Regions from separate parts of the Mus musculus genome. Here region 2 is linked to region 1. The links are chromatin contacts, called in public promoter capture Hi-C maps. All regions are on one chromosome and are shown on one strand. The core of a region is the stretch at or near the end of the contact, and the rest is flanking DNA. Distances in the headings are between cores, read along the strand shown.

The links. Promoter capture Hi-C pulls out the DNA fragments that hold promoters and counts their contacts.
Region 2: a contact with region 1 is called in a promoter capture Hi-C map of liver, with 2.7 times the contacts expected there. The contact joins the promoter of Haus4 here to the promoter of Bcl2l2 in region 1. A contact is called at or near these places in 10 of 39 promoter capture datasets (the 3T3-L1 cell line, the HPC-7 cell line, cranial neural crest and 5 more), 3 of 115 datasets of contacts at active chromatin or transcription factors (bone marrow-derived macrophages, memory CD8 T cells and pancreatic cancer cells) and 2 of 9 other capture datasets (adipose tissue and liver).

Annotation. Positions count from the first base shown.
Region 1 is chr14:54,881,290-54,885,966 of GRCm38.p6, reverse strand. Bcl2l2 (BCL2-like 2) reads right to left here and starts at 2,542. Exons shown (of 4, transcript NM_007537.1): 1 at 2,461-2,542; 2 at 2,083-2,170; 3 at 1,154-1,593; 4 at 1-583. The coding sequence starts at 1,585. The coding sequence ends at 434.
Region 2 is chr14:54,551,718-54,556,394 of GRCm38.p6, reverse strand. Haus4 (HAUS augmin-like complex, subunit 4) reads left to right here and starts at 2,034. Exons shown (of 10, transcript NM_145462.2): 1 at 2,034-2,220; 2 at 4,185-4,258. The coding sequence starts at 4,204.

The DNA of each region.
Region 1 (4,677 bases), core at 1,293-3,792:
AGCCACAGCCATTTCACCCAGTCACCTGATCACCAAGCTTCCATCCCAAAGGGAAGTGAATTCTAGGCTCCCTAAATCCCATTCATCTAGTCGAGACACAGATCTTTGAAGTAAGCTCACCGTCCTTGGAGCTACAAGCCATGTTCCGGGTAGTTGTGTGCCCGCGATATGGGCATGATTCCTCCCACCTCCCCACCCCCACCCCCCAAGCCGTGGGATGACTCCACTCTCTGGGTTCTTGGCCTTGAAACATTCCTTAATGTTTCCAACTCATTCTCCCTGCCACCTGCCTGGCATGCTGGGCTCCCACACACACTACCTTCCCCTGCCTTTCTCTGTTCCGTGACCATCCAGTTTCTTCCAAGGGCATTCGCTATTGTTCCAGCTCTCCTGGCCCCTAGCCACACCTAGCCCCACCTGGCCCTAGACTTTCTCACTTGCTAGCAAAAAAGGCCCCTACAGTTACCAGGGCCCCCAGTGCCACGGCCCCCGTCAGCACTGTCCTCACTGATGCCCAGTTCCCCTCCCGCAGACGCCGTGCCTCCTCCAGGGCCCCGTCCCCGTATAGAGCTGTGAACTCCGCCTGTGGGAGAGAAGGGAAGTAGAGAAAGGAGAAAGGGAGATCAGGAAAGGATAGTGGAGAGACGAGGGAAGGAAGAGTTCCAGTTCCATCCACTGTGAGCACTGCCCCCATCCCCAGCTGCTCCAGCCGAAGCTCTACTGCACACAAGCCCCTCCGAACCCCGTTCCTGGCTCCTCTGCACTGTCTACGTGATGTCAGCCCCATCCCTTCCATGGCAATAAAGTTCCGTTCAGAACTGGCATCCTTTGCTAAGGCTTGCCTAGCCATGACCCATCCCTGACCGGCCTCACCACCCATACTATGTACGCAGGGGTCACAATTATTCGCTGAAGGTTCTCTGTTTATAAAACTCTATATTCAGTCTTCTGCTTGGGACCGTGAAGCCCATCCAGCTACTACTACATGGTAGCCCTGGAGTACTGTGAGCTTGATGCTCTCAGTCTGATTCCACTTAAATAAGGGAACTCAGCCCTTCCCAGCACAACCCCAGCCTCCCATCAGAGGCCCTATTTTCCCATGAAGACCAACTTTGTAGAGGGATGCGGAGAGCAGCAATTGAGAACTTCTTACCCAGCCCCCACTGCTGTGGATCCAGTCAGCCAGACGTGTCTCCAGGTAGGCCACCATCCAATCCTGCACTTGTCCCACCAAAGGCTCCATTTCTTTGTTGACACTCTCAGCACACAGGGCAGCCCCAAAGACAAAGAATGCCACAAGACGGCCCCAGTTAGGGCCCCCTTGGAAAAGTTCGTCGGAAACCTGGGTGAAGCGTTGCTGGGCTGAGCCTGGGGTCACGTGTAGCTGAGCGGCCAGGTCAGAGAAGGTGCGGCGGAAACGGGTCTCAAACTCGTCTCCAGCAGCCCGCATGGCTTGGTGCAGCGGGTCGGCGGCTGGGCCTTCCCCAGGGCCAGCTCCACAGACATAACCCTTCTGCCTCAGCTTATAGCCTACAAAGTCAGCCACTAGAGCCCGTGTGTCTGGGGTTGAGGCTGGGGTCGCCATCCGGGCGGCTGAAAGGGGCAAGGATGACAGACTGACATAAATATAAGGAAATTATTGACAGAGAGCAAGAAGGGACATTTCCTATTTGATCAAGCTCCTGAGATAGGTGAAATGCTCAGAGGCACTGGGCAGGGCCAAGAAAGAGCAACGGATTTAAGTCATGGGGAGGTTCAGAGCATAAGCAGCTGGCCACGTATAACATGTCAAATTAAGTGTGCAACAGGAAATCTTATTTTTAGACTACTTCAGATTCCTTTCATACGACAGCACCAGCTGTATGCCACCTCTATACACACACACACACACACACACACACACACACACACACACACACACACACACACCCCTTTTTGGCTATAGGAAGGGGCTTAAGACCTCCCCAGGAGCATGATGCGAAGATGTTGGCAGAGGCACAAGATAGGGAGGAGACAGGGGCTGAATAGGAAGATGGGAAAAGCCAAGGGCTGTAATGGGGCAGAAAGGAAGAGGACACTTACCCAGCCTGGATGGCAGCTCTTAGGACCCAGTGCTGGTGGCAGGGAGCCCCCAGCTGAGGCCTTTCATCCTCCCGGCTAGAGTGGAGCCCTGAAAAGGGGAGGGAGAGAGAACTAGGTGGGAAAGGCCTGGGTCTGGCCCGGAAAGAACTGGAACTGCAGCGCCTGGGACTGGGCCCCTACCTCCAAAGCTTTGCCAGCTGTGGGACCGATTCCGTGTTTAATGACTGCCCTCTTGGGAAACCCGGGACCACGGGCTTCCTGCCGACACCATCTCTATTCCCGGTACCCCCAAGAGCAGCCCAAAGGCCCAGCTCCTCCCATTCCCCCACCCTTAGCTGGTCTCCAACCCCGCCCGCCAGCCAGGTTAAGGAATCTCACGGGTCAGGCCGCAGCCGGGATCCGGAATCCGGTTGTTTCCTGGTGGAGGAGCTGGGAGGGAGGGAGGGAGGGAGGGAGAAAGGGAGGAAGGGAAGGAAGGAAGGAGGGAGGAGGGGAGGGCAGGGAGGGAGGGCCCGGCGCCGGGTGATGATGGGACACAGAGATGCGTCCAGAGAGAGGGGCGGGGCTGGGAGGCAGGGCTGGGAAGAGCCACAACTCCAGGAAGAGAGGGCCATTGAAGGGCTGTTCAGAGGCCATAGTGACCTGTGCCGGCTGCCTGCGAAGCCCGCAGTGTCCCCAGAGAAACACACCGGGCCTCAGCAGCTCAGTGCAAATTCAGCATTTCCGGAAGGTCTCTTCTGTTCACGCACTTGTTGAACTTTCCAGCTTGGATTGCGTGCCTAGGAAAAGCAGAGCAGTTCCTATTAAGCTGGGAACAACCTCTTGCCCTTGTGGGGCTAGTAGAAACACTAAACACAAAAATACTTCCCCTCAGGACCTTTAATGCAGTGGGCTCTTCCTTGGCTGGAGTTTCAGCTAGGTATCAAGGTGTCAGGCCTTGGTTTACAGTGTCCACAAGCAATCTTCATCTTTTGTAATCAGATTGATTTTCTTTTCATTTGTTACCCACCACAGGAGTTAATTCTTACTATTTAAAACAAAAATCAAACAATAAAAGGCACAAATTGATACAAGCTTACTAATCTTACACACCCTCTCTAAATACAGGTTACCAATGTTGGGTTAATACCTGTTTTACAGATTACATATATCTATAATTTACATGTGAATATCTACATTCACATATACATGGATTATATATACATTTATCCATACACATATGTTTATATAAATATGTGCTTTTATATATACACATACAATATAAATATGTTTATAAGTATAAATATATATGTTATATATAATTTATAAATGTATCAATATACATATAAATATAAAGTATATCAGTATAGTATATGTAAATATTTTTATATTTTTATATATTCCATATACATATTTATAATATACACATATATGTATATATAATATACATATATCTATTTATATGTGCATTTATGTATATATATATATGTAAAAATATGTATATATAAAAACCGAGTGTGTGTGTATTTTGAAACATGGTTTCTTCTCTGTGTAGCCCTGGCTGCCCTGGAACTCACTTCTATAGAGCAGGCTGGCCTCGATCTCACAGGGATTGGCCTGCCTCTGCCTCAGACACTATGGGATTAAAGGCCCGAGGCACCACTATCCAGCATGTGATAATATCTTTCTGTAGAGCAAGTTTCCAGGGCAAGAAGCTTTCTGACTACAGCAGATCCACAGGAGGGCACTCATCAGTGTGCTGATCCTCCCACCTCTCCCCCCACCCAGGACTCCTGAAGGTTGCCATTTCTTCAGCTCTGGAACTCCAGTTAAGGCCAGAAAGAGGCAACCCAATTATGCTTCTTTCCTTCAGTTCTTTCTTGTTACTTCCCCTTGCTTCTCCCACTAAACCTTGATGTTCCCACTTGTCTGTGTGGTCACCGGAGAAGCCACAATGATCATAGTAGCAATCCATTATGGGAATTGATTGTTTTGATTGTTCTCTCTCTCTCTCTCTCTCTCTCTCTCTCTCTCTCTCTCTCTCTCTCTCTCTCTCTCTCTCTCTCTTCCTTGTAGGTCAGTCTGACCTTGAACTCACAATCTGTCTATGCCAGCAGTCCAAATGGTATTGCAGGTGTGAGCCACAGATCTTTCTTTACATGTATAAGTTTTATTCTCACCTCATTCCTGAGACTGCTTGATCCTTATTCCTTGAAAAGGGGAAGCTGAGACTTGGAAGGATTAAACCATTTACCCAAATCCACACATCCAAGGAGAGGAGTGAGGACTTCAGTCTAAATCAGTCTGACCTGTGTTTGAACTCTTGACAATGAATGCCTCAGAATGACCTCCTTTCCCTCTGGCAGTCAGTGCTGTTGTTCCAGCTGGAATCCACAGCAGTTCTGAGTTCCTGCTCAGTCCTTTGCTCTGAACGTACAGCCTGTTCCACTTCTGTGCAGTTCTAGCGTTCTACCTGTCCCCGTGTCTCCTTTGTTCTTAAACTGATCATTCTAGATGCCACCTGCAGGACACCCCCATTTGTTTTTAGAGACAGATCTGGTTGGGGTACAGGCATCGCCCACAAACCACATGGACACTGATTTCAATCAAGCAGGG
Region 2 (4,677 bases), core at 785-3,284, 330 kb after region 1:
TTCCTCTGGAAGGCAGCCTTCTGAGCCTTCCCTGCTCAGGGCCTCGCGTGCTTTCGAGCCTCTTAGCCAGAGCTTTGTAGTTCAGTATTTAAGAACCTGAAGACTTGGGAGATGAAATTTCAGTAAATCTCTGATCAGCTGAAAATCACCAAAGCATGCTTGCTATTTTGTTCTGAGCACGGTTCGTGCGTAAGCCTGGCATTTAATGAGGCTGCATTGAAGAATTGAGGAAGCATAAGTGATTTTTAAAAGCTTTGAAAAGTGACTGCACTCTAGCATTAAACATGGAACATGGCAGCTGATGCCCTGACCAAGGGCATAAAAGCTTTCTGCCCTAGAATCATTTCTCTGTGTATTCAAATACAAGTCTCCTCCTCCTCCTTCCTTTTCTTTTTTCTTTCTTTCTTTCTTTTTTTTTTTCTTTCTCTCTTCTCCTTCTCCTTCTTCTCCTCCTCCTCCTCTTCCTCCTTTCTCTTCTCTTCTCTCTCTCTCTCTCTCTCTCTCTCTCTCTCTCTCTCTCTCTCTCTCTCACTGATCTTTCTATACAACCCTGGCCTTCCTGGAACACTCTGTGTAGATCAGGCTGTCCTCATCTGCTTACCCCCTACCTCCCAATCACTGGGGTTAAAGGCATGAGCCACTACCCTTGGCCCTAGAATGTTCTAAAGCTGTGACCCTTTAATACAGATTCTCATGTTGTGGTGACCCCCAACCATAAATGATTTCCATTACTTACTTCATAACTGTAATTTTGCTGTTACGAATTGTAAACACCTGTGTTCTCCAGTGGCCTTAGGTGACCCCTGTAGGGTCGTTCAACCAACCAAAGGGGTCTCGACCACAGGTTGAGAACTGCTGTTCTAAGGAAAAGCCAAACAGCTCCATTTCCTAGCACTTTTGCTCCATCCTATCAGTTTGTTCTCTGATGCAAGCGATCTAATCACTGGGCTAGGGAGATGGCTCAACCATCCCTCTTCAAGTAAACCTGGGTTGGATTCTCCACACTTATATGGTGGTAACTGTAACCGGTTCCAGAGGATCCCACAGCAGTAAGCATACAAGTGGTTCACAGACATATGTGCCAGTCAAACACCCACACACGTAAACAACAGTAAAATAAATAAAAACGTATAAAGAGCTCTAATAACCTTGAAGCAGTTTATTTAAGACTTTTATTTTTTTAGATGGGCAACTTCAGCATAGTGCCCGGGCCTAGCTTTGAACTCTCGATCTTCCTAACTCAACCTCCTGAGTAGGTGTGGTGAAGGATTAACAGTACAGCTAAACATCTTATTTTCCAAAAGAAGTCACTTCCTGATTGGGTACCCTTAGTTTTACAAAACCAGTGTAGGCATAAGTAGGAGTGAAGGAAGGATGATGGGAAATAAGGGATGTGGGAATGGGGCAGGGCAGTTAACGCGGCTCAATGGGTAAAGGAGCTTGCTACCAAGCCTATGATGTCTCACTCCCAGAATGTCTTCTGACCTCCACAGCACACGTAGGACACACAGTAAATAAAACGTGACTTTAAAAAAAAACAGAGGGAGCGCGGAGGAGGCGAGGTAGGTTAAGAAATTCAAGAGGTGAGGCTGGAGCAACGTAGTAAAAGGATCTGAGTTCAAGTCCCAGAACCCAAAATCTGGCAGCTCACAAGCACCTGTAACATCGGCTCAAAGGGCTCTGGCTCCCTCTTCCGGCCTCCGTGGACACCGCCCACATATGGCGCATGCGCTCGCCCACATCGATAAATAAAAACAAACCAGTGGGGGTGTAGTGGCGTGCACCTTTCCTCTCATCAATCGGGAGGCCGAGACAGGACGATCTCTGATACCAACAACACATTGGCTCGACCTCCGAGCACCACAGTGGCAGGCCTAAGCTTCCGAGCTGGGCCGCCACCTCTATATAACCTTCCGTGCCTAGTCTTCCCCTTTGTTAAATGGGTGAAGTTCCGACTTCCAGGATCCGAGCCGCTACCGCGACAGTTGCGCTGAGCGCGCGCTCCCGGGGCGGGGCTGCGCCAGGCGGGAACGGAGGCCCCGCCCCGTCCTGTGCCCGGCTGATTTAAGACCCAGTTGTTTCTACGCTGGCGGCAGCGCCTTTCCCGGGCAGGCCCCGGCCTTAGCGCTCCGGCGGCGAGCCGTGCAGGTTAGCGCTCGACGACCGCGAGCTTGCGGCGAGGCCGCGCTCGCCCTTTAGGACTCCTTGGCGACCCAGACGGTAGGTCGGCGCCGGAGAGCGCGTCTGCATCTTGATTATCTCCGGCCTTGTAAGGGTCACCTCTTGTGAAAACAGTCAGGACGATCAATCTGCGTCCAGCACAGCGTGCAGGGGAACGGCTGGAGGGCTCGAAGCACGCCTGCGTCAGAGTTCGGCGCTCTGCGCTCCTGCGCGTGGGACCCCGGCTGCCTGCGCAGGGTGGGGGTGAAGCCTAAGGTCACGTCCTGTGGGCGGCTCCGCTGAGGACCCCTGGGCGGTTGAAACCCTCGTGGCTGGGTGCCTAACTGGCCTGCAAAACTTTATTTGTAGGTGTAGTTCAACAACATTCTGAGTTGGTAAAACGGAACTTACTGGTAAAACATAACTAAATAGCTTTTGTTGACAAGTCGATTGTTATTAATTCTTGATGCTTCATGCAAGGCAAGAACCGTTATCGCGGCTTTGCAGGTGGAACACTGTTGGCACCTGAAAAAGGAGCATTTCACATAAACTCACACAGAAAACATGGGGGGCGGGGCGGAGCCACAAATTAATGTCTCGAATTGCGCCTCCTCAGCTGATTCCTCTAGACCACGCTACAAAACAAACGGCTAGTTGCTTTCATGTGACTCATAAAAGGAGCGAATAAACCAATGTTCTGTGGACGTGAAGCGTTAAGTACTAATAAGCTTCAGACTCGGGGCTGCCTCGGGCTCAGCTGCCATTTGGAGGAGTGGGTAAAGCAATAAGGGAAAGAATGGGCAGGCAATGTTTGTGTTGCTGTTGAGTTTCTCATTGCTCTCTGTTGATGACATTCTTTTCAAGGTGCTCCAGGTTCTGGCAAAACACCTATCTGTATAGCTATGTCCCCACACTAACCACTGCAGTGCATTGTTACTGGAAAAGCTGTTGTAGTTCAAGTGTCTGTCGCTCTTGCTCCCAGACAGATAGCTCTTTCATGAGATGACACTGACAGAGAAGCACCAGAAAGAAACTGTGATATTCCACAGTTGAGCTATAAAGGGGGCAAAAGGTATACTGGGACCCACACCCCTTAGTTTACTGGGAACACGACAGACAGCAACAGTTTGTAGCTCCAGCAAAATGGTAACGGTAGGAAGACGCCTTCCATTAGAACTTAGTGGATTTGGGTGGTGTACTGGCTGGTTTTGTGTCAACCTGACAGCTGGAGTTATCACAGAGAAAGGAGCTTCAGTTGAGGAAATGCCTCTATGAGATCCAACTGCAAGGCATTTTCTCAATTAGTGATCAAGGGGGAAAGGCCCCTTGTGGGTGGGACCATCTCTGGGCTGGTAATCTTGATTCTATAAGAGAGCAGGCTGAGCAAGCCAGGGAAAGCAAGCCAGTAAAGAACATCCCTCCATGGCCTCTGCATCAGCTTTCTGACCTGCTTGAGTTCCAGTCCTGACTTCCTTTAGTGATGAACAGCAGTTTGGAAGTGTAAGCTGAATAAACCCTTTCCTCCCCAACTTGCTGCTTGAGTTCCAGTCCTGACTTCCTTTAGTGATGAACAGCAATGTGGAAGTGTAAGCTGAATAAACCCTTTCCTCCACAACTTGCTTCTTGGTCATGATGTTTGCGCAGGAATAGAAACCCTAAGACAGGCGGGTAGGGGTGAAGTAGGAGTGGTTCTGTTTAGAGTCATACTTTGGACAGCTTGGGAGAGATTTTGTTCTTGGAATGGAAGGTATTCTGGTATTTATTTGTAAGTTTTCCATAAAATGCTAAAGAATTTGGGGACCCTGATGTCTGATATAGCCCTGCTCTATAAGAAACATCTCTGAGCCAGATGTGATGGCATGAACTTTTAATCCTGGCACCCAGGAGGAAGAGGGTCAAGGTTCTAGGCTTGACTCTGGCACAGAATTTGAGCCCAGAGTTGGCTTGTGAGACTGCCTAAGGTAGCTTGAGCAGCAGCCAGGGGTTTGTTCAACTTGCATTTTCTCCCATTTGTTTCCATACAGATAATACCAAGAAAACGAGATGGCGTCTGGAGATTTCTGTGCACCTGGAGAAGGTGTAGAAATGCTGCTGCAAGGTAAGGGGAGTGTCCTGGTTAGGGTCTCATTGCTGTGAAGAGACACCATGACCAAGGCAACTCTTATAAAGAAAAACATTTAACCGGAGTGGCTTACAGTTTCAGTCCATTATCATCATGGTGGGAAGCATGGCAGCATGCAGGCAGACATGGGGCGGGAGTTGGGAGTTGCTCAGAGTTCTACCTCTTGATCTGCAGGCGGCAGCAGGAGACTGTGTCTCACACTGGACATAGCTTGAGTATATATAAGACCTCAAAGTCCGCCTCCACAGTGACACACTTCCGTAAGGCCACACCTCCTAATGGTGCCACTCCCTATGGCCAAGCATTCAAACACATGAGCCTATGGGGGCCATACCTATTCACCCCCACCACCTGCAAAAAAAAAAAAAAAGGCCTGGTGACTTTCCCAGAGGTCT